2 separate regions of the Sus scrofa genome follow, and region 2 is linked to region 1. A link is a contact called in public Hi-C data. All regions are on one chromosome and are shown on one strand. The core of a region is the stretch at or near the end of the contact, and the rest is flanking DNA. Distances in the headings are between cores, read along the strand shown. Region 1 holds the start of TRA2A (transformer 2 alpha homolog). Region 2 holds the start of CCDC126 (coiled-coil domain-containing protein 126).

Region 1 (6,616 bases), core at 1,549-4,048:
TTTTTTATGAGATCGAAATTATTTCAAAATGAGTAGATAAAAACAGAACTTGTCCATTCAAATAATAATCCTTTAAAATACTGTCTCTGAGATTATATTTATTTTAAAACTGTAAAAAAGTTTACTTTTCTTCTTCTGAAAGTGCTTTCCATATGAGTTTAATATAACACAAGAAAAGTAGTTTCTTGCAATATATTTTTTTAAAAGCTATCATGGAAAATTTCAAACACACAAAAGAGTTAAGAGGATAACCCTTTTGCTTCCATTATGGATAGTTATGTACTGATTACCCAATTTTAACACTTATATCTTCCCCATATTCACAATATTTATTTGAGTTTTCTTTTGGAATAATTTAAATTCTAGATATGTCATTTCATGGTAAAGATTTTTCTCTTTAATTATAGCCAGCACATTATCACACGAAATAATATTAATTCCTGAATATCATCAAATTCCCAGACTTAATGCAAATTTTGCTGTCTTAAAACAGTTGGTTTGAATCAAGACTATGAGGTACATATTATGTTTCTTACGACTCTTTAGTCTTTGATAGCCCACTTTCCCCTTACATTCTTGTTGTTAAATTTATTTAATTTGTTGGGGGAAATTAGGTTACTTGTCCTATGAAAACTGATTCATTATTGGTGTTTTGGTGGGGTTTTTTAAAAAACTTTTTTTTTTTTTTTTTTTTTTTTTAGGGCTTCACCCCTGGCATATGGAAATGCCCAGGCTAGAACAGCAGCCGCCAGCCTACACCACAGCCACCACAATGTGGATCCGTCTGCCACCCACACCAGAGCACACAGCAATTCGGAATCCTTAACCTGTTGAGCAAGGTCAGAGAGCAAACTCAAGTCCTTCTGGATACTAGTTGGTTTTGTTACTCTTGAGCTCCAACGGAAACTCCTAAACTTATTTTTCTATTCCCTACATTTCCTGTAAACTGTTGTTTGATCTAATGCTTAATTAGATCTGAGTATAGATCTGATATTCTAATGCTTAATTATATCTGAGTGATATTCAGTTTGGAGGAATTACGAATACTTACAGAAGGTGCTGTGTAGTTCTGATTATATCACATCAAGTATATCATGTATGATTATCTCATTTAATGGTGCTAAGATTTATTGGGAGGTTCAAATAGTATCTACCTGATTCCCTCATTATAAATTTCATCATCTTTTTAAAAGGTGGATGTTATAAATGTTTAGCTCTATTAATAGCAGACACAGTCAAATCTAGAAATCTTGCCCAATGGCAGTGATCTTCATGAAAATGTTCAATTACCTTTCCTAACATAGAACTGTGGTTGAAGGTTCACATCAACTTTTTCATCCCAAAGTGTTATGACGGTAGTTTCCTTGAGGCCTAGAGGATTAATGATCACTGGCTGTCACTGCAATGGCTCAGCTCACTGCTGTCGGAGGTTCCATTCCTGACCCAGGAATTTTCAAATGCATGGGTGAACAAAACAAAATACTATGGGAAAAAGGGAGTACTTAATGTGGCTCAGTGGATTAAGGATCCCACATTGTCTCTGTGCAGATGTGAGTTTGGTCCCTGGCTTCACTCGGTGGGTTAAGGATTCTGTCTAGGTAGCAGCTGCTGATGTTGCTGTTGCTGTGGAGTAACCTCAGCAGCAGCTCCAATTCCACCCCTGGCCTGGGAACTTCCATATACCACATGTTAAAAAATATATAAAAATATATATGGGAAAAAGATTTTTAAGAGGAAACATTTTAAAATTGCAAGATATGAATAAAGCTCAAAGTCACTTCAGAAATTACCATGATTGGGAACCAAGTGGTTAGATCTGACAGAGGTCTTAGCTATGCCGATATAAGGAAATATATAAGTCAAAAAATAGTAGTAGATAACTAAGCAATATTTAAAAAAATAAAATTGACAGTTTTCTCAGGAAGGCAGGGAGCAGAGAGGTAAAGAACTGTGACTTTTCATTATAATCCAATTTATGCATGTATCACTGTAATGGAATTATATAGGGCAAATGGTGAAGAAAAGAGTGTTGAAAAGATCCCAAATAAAAGCCTACTCATTATGCAGACGATTTCTTTTTTTTTTTTTTTTTGGTCTTCTTATCTTTCTAGGGCCAGACCCTCGGCATACGGAGGTTCCCAGGCTAGGGATCTAATCCGAGCTGTAACCCTCAGGCCTACGCCACAGCCACGGCCAAATCCGAGCGGCATCTGCGACAAACACCACGGCTCACCGCAACTCCGGATCCTTGACCCGCTAAGCAAGTCCACGGATCAAACCCGCAACCTCATGCTTCCTAGTCGGATTCGTTTCCACTGCGCTATGATGGGAACTCCCCTATTTTCTGATCCATCAGAATTCTCTTGGAAAATATATAAATGCGACAAGGTCAAAAAAAGTTCATCTGGTGACTTCAAAATCTTCAAAAGTACTGATGCGTTAGAAAGGAGTCTGAAGTTTAGATGTCTGGGGGGGTCCTCTGGTCCAACGCGCTAAGGGTCGGGGCTCCAGGGGCGGTATTGCTAGGCGGGTCCTCCGTAAAGCCTCTCTGGGGGCGGGGCCTCTTGACGTCACAGAGAAGCCCCGCCCCCTCACGTCGCGCACCGGGGAAGCCAGAAGGTTTCTGGCGGCGCGGGCGCCATTTTGCCGGAGCCTGCGACCGAGTGGGAGTGGAGTCGAGCGACGGCTGTTGCCGACTCTTTCCTCCTCCCCACAGTCGAGTCAGCGGGTTGATTAGTCCATCGGCCCTCAAGCCGAGACTTGTCTCTTACTTAGTTCTGGGGAGCGCCTGGCCGACATGAGTGATGTAGAGGAGAACAACTTCGAGGGCAGAGTGAGTACAAAGCCGCGGGAGCCGTCTTCGGCGGCGGCCCGATGCTCGGGGTTTCACGGGGACAAGCGCGGTCGGGCGTGGTTGCGGGGAGCCTTGTGGGGGCCCGCGGGGAGCAGCCTCTGGAGCCATCGCGGTCGCTTCCTCACATCCCAAGATGGCTTCTGGGTTCCACTCTTGCCCCAAACACCACGGCTAACCCCCTTACCCCGCTTTTTGGAGACTGACTGATAACCTGGACTCCTGTGTCCGATTTCCCCCCGCGGTGCGTTCTCCCATTTCCCCACCCCGAGGCTTCCTTATCTCTGTTCCGAGATGTGGGTCCCCGTCGCGGTGGGGCGGGAGGAGACGGCAGGGAGTTCCCCTCCGACCGGATAGTGGTAGGTGCTTCCTGCGGTGGCATTGCTGGCGACCCCGAGCATCGTAGAGGGTCTCGGGATCGAAAGTGCGCGGGGCTGCTGTCCGGGCGGGGAGAAGCTGGCGTGGGACTAGCTGGGGCCTGTGTCTCCTTGGCTCTCTATTGCAGTGAGCGGCCGCGTCTCTGTTGGAACCGGCGGCGTTGCGTCTATAAAGGCGAAAGCCTTGAGGTTGAAGGTGGGACGAGCCTAATGAAGTGGTTAGTCAACGACCGCACCGACCCTTAAGCGTTCTTAAGACGAGAGCTGTGAGGGGAAAACTACGCAAGGAGCCCTTTTTCCCTTAATGTCCCTTCTGCTTTCCTTTCACTGCACAATGAATGTGAAAATGCTATAATGCCTTTTCTGATTCCTTGATGTTGGGTTTTTTCTTCTTTCTCTATATCTCAACTTCAAATGCTTTTTCTTCCTATGACCTTTCGTCTAAACACTGACCACTACTTGACAGGTTTTGACGGTAAAAAGCAAAAGAGGGAATCTTTTGTCTTAATCTTACATAACCGAACAAATTTCATGGCTCAGTATTTTTGCAATAGTGTATGCTATCCTCTCAGCTCAAAAGGATACCTTCAAAGTACAGACCCTCTCCCATTTCCCTTCTCAGCCCATCCTCCAGCAAAGAGGGATCAAAGTTTTTCATTATTTTGGGTCGGTAAATATAAACATCACAAAGATAGGTTATCTTCAGCTTAAATGTACTGAACATTTAGCGATGATTGGGTTAAATTTCCGAAGTAACTTTCTTAGTGAAAATTGATGGAAGTGAATTAGTGTAAGACTCGGAAAAGAAAGTCCTCAGGCAGCATTTTTCTGCTCTTGTGTTGGTATTCTGGTTACTAGGGGAAACGCAAAAAGAAAGAAAGAAAACAAAAAACACTTAAGGTGTGTGGATGGAATGAGTTTTGTCTTTTTTTAGAAACTCATAAGATAAGCATCTGGAACCAGACAGTTAAATCAGAGGGTCGATTTAGGCTTTTGTTCTTTTTGAGATTGGAAACCAAAAAAAGTTATCTTTAATGCCTTTAAGATTGGGTTTCTCTAGGTCATATTTCTGGGTCATAGATAGAAAGGAATAGTTGAGCTTACTGAATTTTTTAGAATGGGTGGTATTGATTATCCCAACAAAACTTTTTAAAAATCACGTAATGATATTTGGGGATAGTTGTGAGCTGCTTCTTGTTTTGAAAATGTTAGGTGGCTATGGAAGAAATTTTGCTGCCTCTTAAATTAACTTCACTATAATCTCGAGAAGTTGGTATTTGTTTTGGTTTGTGGAGAAGTGAAGAGGACTACTATCTGAGACCTTGTTTTCCTTTATTTTTTTAAAATTTTATTTAGTCATCAGGTTAAGGAAGGAGCAAGTTCTTGATGATTGTTACCTTACCCATCCAAGAAAGTAATACATGTAAGGTTCCCACCCAATTTTAACCTAAAATGCATGGCACTTAATTTCTTTTAATAGAGAAAAAGTTTTTGCCTTCTTTTTCCTCCCCTTTTACAACGTTTGTGGTTATAGAAAAAATTTTTCCCCACACGTGATACCCAGGTATGAAATGAACCAAATTGAGTAATGAATAGGTTCACCTGTTACTTATATTACTTTTTTGTAGGTTGAGGTAATTGTCTTTATTCATAATTGGTTGAAGAATTAGAAGAATGCTAGAAACTTTTCTGAGTGTGTACCTTTTTTTGATTCTCAAGGCAATTTCATATTCACCAATGCTTTTAGTTTTTAAATTACAGTGATCTTTTATCTGCTAACCACAAACCAGCAGTTTAGAAAGATTTTATAAAATATGTTTAACTGATTTACTGTGCTGTACACTTGAAATTCACACAACTTTCTAAATCAACTATAGTCCAATAAAATTTATTTAAATTTTTTTAAAAAGGTTTTATAGAATACATTTGTTGTATTTTTGTACCTAAATGTAATAACCGGAGTTCCTGTTGTGACTTAGCGGTAACCAATCTGACAAGTATCCATGAGGACCGGGATTTGATCCTTGGCCCTACTCAGTGGGTTAAAGATCCAGCGTTGCCACAAGCTGTGTGTAGGTCTCAGACACTGCTTGGGTCCCACGTTGCTGTGACTGTGGCATGGGCCAGCAGCTGCAATTCTGATTCAACCCCTAGCCTGGGAATTTCCATGTGCTGTGAGGGTGGCCCTAAACTAAATAAATAAATAGTAAATGTTATAACCTTTCAGAGAGGCTCAAAAAAGTGTTTTCAGATGATCTTTCCGAAGTGTTTTAAGTAGTTGTTGTATCTCAAACTTTTTGACTGAAATAGAGAATTGACTAAAATTGATGGGTCAGTATTCAGATTTCATTTGCTAAGTGTACAGAGTCAATATTAATAGTGCATATTAACTCTATCTTATTGAAAAGATTCTTAAAATTAGAGGATAACTTTCTAGAGACTGGAAACACATGGAAGAAATAGGACTGTTTACAAGTACCAGTCCGTTGCTCATTTCATACATACACTATGCTGTATATTTTTGGTTACTTTTTTGAAAAGAGTACACTGCACTTCAGTGTCTCAGAGCAGTTATGGAGTTTGCTAAAAACAGCTACAGGAGCTTGCTTTTCCATTATAGATTAATATCTCTTGCATTTTAAAGGACTAGAATAAAAGACCTTTAGGAAAGAAAATATAATTGACTAAATTTTGTCGTAAGTAACACTGACAGTTAACCAACAAAATTGCCTTCTACTCGAGGTAAAACTTTTGAGCATCTGCTGCCTTTTTAGTAAAAGCCAGGTGTTCTTAAGGGAAAGAGAACTTGGAGTCTGATTTGAGATGACTGACAGCTCATATCTGGGTAAAAGTAAGTATATGATGAAGTGGTATGTGATAAAATTAATAAAGAATTTGAAGCAGTTTTGTGTGCCTATGAGAAAGGGAAAGCTTTAGTATGGAAAAAGTACATTGGCTCTTATGATTAGGGAAATATGAACATTGTAAGGGTGGAACAGTGAGGTTGCTAGAGTAATGAGACATGATAGATTTGACTAGTCAGGTATTGAAGCATTTCGAATTTTAGTTTTAGGAATTTGGACTTAATCTAGTATTCACTAATGAGCTGTCTATGGATTCTTAATTCTTGGATGGCATAGTGAATTTTAGCAAAGAACAGAGACCGGTACAGGAAGATCAGCAGGGCACACTTGAAATATTTAAGGTAGGAGCTTATGAAAAATTAGGTCTAAACTGAATAGACATTTTCAAGGGATCCAGGAGAATAGTAGTGCCATTAAAATAGGCCAACATGAGCAATTTGTTTGTGACATGTATATCAAGTTAACAGAACCTTAAGAGGAAATGTCTTTTGGAGCTGGCAGTGAGGTTGGTACTTGAACTATGA
Region 2 (6,616 bases), core at 2,890-5,389, 48 kb before region 1:
TAGTTTTTTATTGGTCTCCTAAGGTACCTCCATCTGTTTTCCATGGTGGTTGTACCAATTTACATTCCCACCAACAGTGCAGGAGGGTTCCCTTTTCTCCACACCCTCTCCAGCATTAGTTATTTGTGGATTTGTCACTGATACTTTTTAAACAACAAAATCAAAATCCAGAAACCATCATAGTAGACTGTACACAATACAGATTTTGTGAAATGTTTTTTTCAGTTTTATATATGTACACGTGTGTGTATATATATCTTTTTTATAAACATACACACATGAACACAGAGTTATTTATCTATAGAGTCTTGAGGTACAAAGACCTCCTGCTATGGATTTCAGTCAAAAATATTAAAAGCACTACATTTCACACTGCCAATCTTGAAATACTTCTTTGTATTTTTACGCAAACACTGCAATAGCAAGACTATAAATATTAATGGATGGCTAATCCTACCTTAGAAGTCTCTCCTTCAAATCCCATTTTTGCATACATTTGGTGCTCTACTTTTTGTGCTGCTGGGACTCTAGCTAAAGTAACTATCAACTGCAAGAGCAGCAACAAGCAAGCAAGCAGAGAAGCTGTCACTCAGCCAAAGGTGCTACTATAATCACTACCTATTGGTCTCCTAAGGAATTTATAGTTGGAGACAAGATATTTTTACAAAAAGACACAGTGTGTTCACTAGAGCTCAGAGGTACAGATAATTCTAAAAAAAGTACTCCACAGACTTGCTTTTGAATGTACTTTCAGGGGAAAAGGCTCATTTCTAAAATATTTTCTCTATTCTCCGCATAATATTGCCTGAGGCTAATATCTGGGGAGAAAAATTTAACAAGGGACACAGCCATGCATGCCTAATTAGAGCTAAGATTTTAAAGGTGAACTGCCTGGGAAAAGACACCAAAGTTCAAGTTAAGATACAGAAATATCGTATCTCAAGATATCAGATCATTTTTAGATGGCATATTGGGGAGAGGAGACTAAAGACAAGAGCACTGAAGACTACAAACCTTAAGGCAAAAGGAAGCTACTCAATACTACAGCACAGTAAAAGTTTAATCCAAAATATATTATGTACTAGTAGATATTTCAGTCACAGAGCTTGACCTGCCCACTGCCTCAGCCAATCATGTTTTGTGCCACATGACCCCACCGTCCTTTTCACAGCTAATTAAACCAGCACTAAGCACCTTTGCCTAAGGCCCGGAACAAAAATAGGCCCCTTAAAAAAAAAAAAAAAGAAAAAAAAAAACAAGGTGTTGGGAGTAAGAGTAAAAAGAAAAAGAAATCACAGAAAGAAACCAAGAAGTTGAACTATGGGATTGACAAACTCAAGTTCTATAAAACATAAGCAAAGAGATACACAGTAGGGAGGAAGAGAACTAACCATGTTAAAAATACAGAGAAAACACATACAGCTCAAGAAAAACAGTGATGAAGTAGTTGGTAGAGATTCTTGTTTGGCAGCTTTCTAGTTCTTTTGTGTGTATCCCCTTCCTCAAGGTGGGGGAGGGGGGGACTAAGACAAAAATAAAGGACTCTAAAGGTTTACACTATTTTTTTCCACATTAAAAAAGAACTTATCATTGAAAAGTCTGAGTAAGAAGAGTCCTTGGCATCGGACCAATTCACTATTTAAGAGATGAGGAAATTGAGGCCTACAAAGGAAATTAAGGTTATACAGATAGTGACAGAACCAAGACAAAAACCAAAATCTTGTATTTCCCTATAGTCATTAATCTCTGTCCTATATGGCACTAAATATCACCAACACAGAAACATATTTTCCTCAAAATGTGTACTTCTGCCAACACATCTGTAAATGAATCAGAAATCTTTATGCGCATTATGTCATTTCCCACAGTTTAAATAAGTTTTTCACTTATTTATTCTGTGGCTCTCTAGTGTCCTTATGAAATATATTCATTAGATTTCTCTTTTTCTTAATTGTTTTTATTTATTTATTTTTTTTTTTTTTGGCTTTTTGCTATTTCTTTGGGCCGCTCCCGAGGCATATGGAGGTTCCCAGGCTAGGGGTCCAATCGGAGCTGTAGCCACTGGCCTACGCCAGAGCCACAGCAACGCGGGATCCGAGCCGCGTCTGCAACCTACACCACAGCTCACGGCAACGCCGGATCGTTAACCCACTGAGCAAGGGCAGGGACCAAACCCACAACCTCATGGTTCCCAGTCGGATTCATTAACCACTGCGCCACGACAGGTACTCCCTTAATTATTTTTTAAATGCATCTGTCACTCAAGACATTAAACAAAATTCATGAGGCTCCAATGGCTTTTCCCCACTGTAACTGTAAATTCAAAAACAGCACTACTCAGGGAGTTTTCTTGTGGCGCAGTGGGTTAAGTATCTGGCAGTGTCACTGCAGTGGCTTGGGTTGCTGCCGTGGTGCAGGTTCAATCTCTGGCTTGGGAACTTCCACACACCGCCCTCTGGGCCAAAAAAAAAAAAAAAACACTAGCATTACTCAGAACATGTTATTTCACATACTGCTGAACAGTGTTTGAGCTCAAAGTAGTACAGAACAGACATTCTAAATAAAAACAATTTCAACTAAGGACCATAAAAATTTCCTTGAAGAAAAACATCACCTCTATCAGTAAAATTCAAGAGAAAACAGTTCAAGAACAACTGAATCTAAAGCACTAATGGGAAACGTTTCAAGTCATTCCTTAGAAAATTTATTGCAATCATTCAACTTATTCTGAGAACAAAAACTACAACTTGGAAACACAAATCCCAAAGGGGGAAAACTACTAGCCAGCGGGAAAGTGTAGAGAAAGAAAAATACTGAACTAGGGTAAAGTGATGAAGCCCCACTAAGGATTGCAGAACACCTAGATGTTTACTCTGCCAAAACAAATACTTGAGCTCCTCTAAGGATCCCCCACAGGACTCGGCTGGGAGTGGGGGTGGGGTGAATAAGTCCTTGTATCTCTAAAGCTGATCCACAGCAGAGTCATCAATTTCCTAAGAACCTTCTCAGCCATCTTCAAACTGCGGAAACTGAGAAGACTGCATATTTTAAAGAATTCCTGTCTTAGGTTTAAGACGAATAAAGTATATAAAGTGAAGAATACACGACCTGGAGTGCTTATGATTAAACAAGGAAAAACAACATCTAGATGCCACTTCAGTATAGCTAATGTAAGTACCAAACTCAAAGAATTTTTTCATCAAATGAAGAATTCATGGCGTTTGTAAGCATACTATTTCTTATTCCAGCATCTTAAAAGGTGTGTGTTGTTACTGCCACTTGATTGAAGAGAAAACTCAGGCTTAGAGCCTTTAATTAACCAAGGTCACTAAGGCCAGGCAGTGAGTCGATTAGGCTGGAATCGAAATTGTCTGAGCCACTCTTACTTAATAAGGCTTGTGAGACCAGCCACAGTCGACACAGTTTAAGTTCATCCCTATTAGTCATCCAGGAGCTAAGTTTCGAAGGGAAAAGTGAAAAAGGGCATTTGACTTTCTAAGTAGAACAGAACTGAGCTGTCAGAAACAGAAAAAGAAAGAGAGTGCTACTGCCGCACGGGCGCTCCATCCCCTCAGCTCTGGACCGGCGCTCCTCGCGCCTGCTGCCGCGGGACGAAGTCCGCCGCGCTCGGTTCTCCGCCCAGGGCCCACAGAGCCGCGACTGTCAGAATCGAAGGGCAGGGACAAAGAGCCTCCCGACAGTGACCCGGGGCTGCCGGACAGTGCCCGAGCCGGGTCTCCGCAGCCGCCGGGTAGCAGCGGCCCCGATAGGGCGGGGGGCGGGGCGCGGCGGAGAAGGGGCGGCCGCCCTGCCCAAGAGGATCCGCGAGAGGCGCGGCCGAGCCGGCGGAGATGCCTCCACCCGCCGCTTCCCACTTGCCCCCGCCGCTTCCCTCTTGCCCCCTCCTCATTACCTTGTCTCGGGGCTTCTCGTCACCGTCGCCGACGCCAACGGGCTCCCGAACCAAAACGGCGCAGCGAAATCCGAATAACAGACGTCAGCGGCGTCCCGCGCTTGGGAAGCAGCCTTCAGGTCGGAAGGAGGAAGGCCGAGCACTGGGAGTCACAGACAAGATTGATTCCCGGGTTGTGGAGATTCTACTCTTCTCGCCCCTCACACTCCGCTTCCGCTCCGCCTCCTGGCCCGGCCCTTCCCCCCACTTCGGAGACCTGCTGGCCGCGGCGCGCGGCATTGTGGGGGATGTAGTCCCCGGAATGCGGAAGCGGCGGCACGTGCTTCTAGCCGGCGCACACCTACTCCCGGTCAGGATGACGCCGTTGCGTGGCAACTGGAGAGGGCGGCCAGCTCCTTCTTTGGAATCCGGGATGAGCTTGAGGGAGGCGTGCTTTCTGCTTTAATTCGTTGCAGCTGCTGAAAGAAGAGCGTGGGCGGCTCAATCAAATCCTCCAGCTGGGAACCAGCAATTACACACTGCTGGCTCGAGGTAGAAGGGCTTAGCAGTGATTTAAAGTATACTACTAACAAGAATGCCGGTTATTGCCCTGGAATGTTCTTAGCCAATGGAGTAAGGCAAGAAAAATAAAAGGACTAAAGACTGAACATGAAGGGAAGAAATTAATAATATTATGTGACAAATCGAAAAGAATTAAAGATAAAATGTTACAATTAATGAGTTCAACAAGGTTAATGGATACAGTATTTTTAAACCAATTCATATTTCTATACTCCAGGAAAAAAGAGAACTGAATTTTTTTCGTTAGAAATTTGAAGCTTACAATAGCGTCAAACAAGTATCAAATATGGAGGAATAAATCAATCAAAGATATGCAAGACTTACATGAAGAAAAACAATTTTTTTTTCAGGGCCTCACCCGAGGCATAATAAGGTTCCCAGGCTAGGGGTCCAATTGGAGCTATAGCCCCTGGCCTACGACTAGCAAAGTCACATCCAAGCCCAGTCTACAACCTACACCACAGCTCAAGGCAACATAAGATTCTTTACCCATTGAGAGAGGCCAAGGATCGAACTCGAAACCTCATGGTTACTATTCGGATTCGTTTCCGCTAAGACATGACAGGAACTCCAAAAAAATTTTTTTAATTGCTGCCCTGAAACATATAGAAGTTTCCAAGCCAGGGATTGAATGAGTCAAGCTGTGCCCTATGCTGCCGGTAGCACCAGATCCTTTATCCCATTGAGCTGGGCAGGGGATCAAACCCATATGTCAGCAGCGGCCCAAGGTGCTGCAGTCAGGTTCTTAATCCTCTGTGGCACAGCAAGAACTCCAAAAAAAAACATTTTAAAACACTGAAAAAGACCTAAACAAAAGATGATAATATATGTTCACAAATTGGAAGTTTCAGTACTGAAAGATATAAGTTCTCCCCAGATTTATCTGTAGATCCAGTGCAATTCCACATAAATCTCAGTGTGTGTGTGTGTGTGTGTGTGTGTGTGTGTGTGCACACGCGCAGGCGCAAAGAGCAAAAGAAACTTAAGAAGCTAATTTAAAATTTTATGCAAGAGCACAGAATTCCCGTTGTAGAGCAGTGGTTAACAAATCTGACTAGGAACTATGAGGTTGCAGGTTCGATCCCTGGCCTTGCTCAGCGGGTTAAGGATCCGGCATTGCCGTGAACTGTGGTGTAGTTCGCAGACGCAGCTTGGATCCCGTGTTGCTGTGGCTGTGGTGTAGGCCGACAGCTACAGCTCTGATTCGACCCCTAGCCTGGGAACCTCCATATGCCACGGGAGCAGCCCTAGAAAGGCAAAAAATATATAAATAAAAAATAAAATTTTAATGCAAGGGCAAAGACAGGCATACATGGGGAAGAGAAGGAAGTAAAAGAAAGAAGAGGAGAAAGCCTCATGAAACCAGATAGCAAGCTTTATTATAAAGCAATAATCATTAAGGCAGTGTGGTATTGGATCAAGGATACACCATTTATACCAATAGAACAGAATAAAGAGACCAGAAAGTCTCATCCATACATGGGAATTCGATATATATTGTCATGAGGTGATGCAACGCAATACTTAAAGAATGGTTTTCAATAATTGATGCTGGGACAAATTTCCATTTAGAAGAAAAAAAGTGAAATCGGGCTCTTCATATTACACACAAAAAAATCATTTCCGGGTGGATATTAGATTATAAATTTGAAAGGCAAGATAATAAAGCTTTTAGAAGATAAAATAAGAGCATATCTCCATGACTTCAAGGGTAGGAGTAGACTTTTTAAATTAATCCAAAATCACTAATTATAATAGAATAAACTATACATCATCTACATTAATATTTTAAGGCTTGGTTTCATCAAATGACACCTTATTAAAAGAGCTAAGGAATTCCTGCTGTGGCACTGTGAGTTAAGGATCTCGCATTGTCACTGCTGTGGTGCAGGTTTGATCCCCATCCCAGCACAGTGGGTTAAGTATCCAGTCTTAGCACAGCTGTGGCACAGGTCGCAGGTGCAGCAGCTCAGATTTGCTCCCTGGCCAGGAACTTCCATATGCAGCTGGGCAACCAAAAAAGTAAAATAAAATAAAAATAAATAAAAGAGCTTTAAAAAAAAAAGCCTCAAATAAGAAATTATAGCATTATGTTGTATGTCCCATATTTACACAGAAGTGTATGTTAATTATCTCTCAATA

The links. Hi-C and Micro-C count contacts between places; a contact is called where the count stands out from the background.
Region 2: a Hi-C map of skeletal muscle shows a contact between it and region 1, with 3 times the contacts expected there. The contact joins the promoter of CCDC126 here to the promoter of TRA2A in region 1. A contact is called at or near these places in 4 of 47 Hi-C or Micro-C datasets (brain, heart right ventricle and skeletal muscle) and 1 of 2 datasets of contacts at active chromatin or transcription factors (alveolar macrophages).

What each region holds. Positions count from the first base shown.
Region 1 is chr9:92,319,767-92,326,382 of Sscrofa11.1, reverse strand. TRA2A (transformer 2 alpha homolog) reads left to right here and starts at 2,798. Exons shown (of 8, transcript NM_001077223.1): 1 at 2,798-2,833. The coding sequence starts at 2,798.
Region 2 is chr9:92,369,593-92,376,208 of Sscrofa11.1, reverse strand. It overlaps CCDC126 (coiled-coil domain-containing protein 126), which reads right to left and starts at 4,139. Exons shown (of 3, transcript XM_003357478.4): 1 at 3,914-4,139.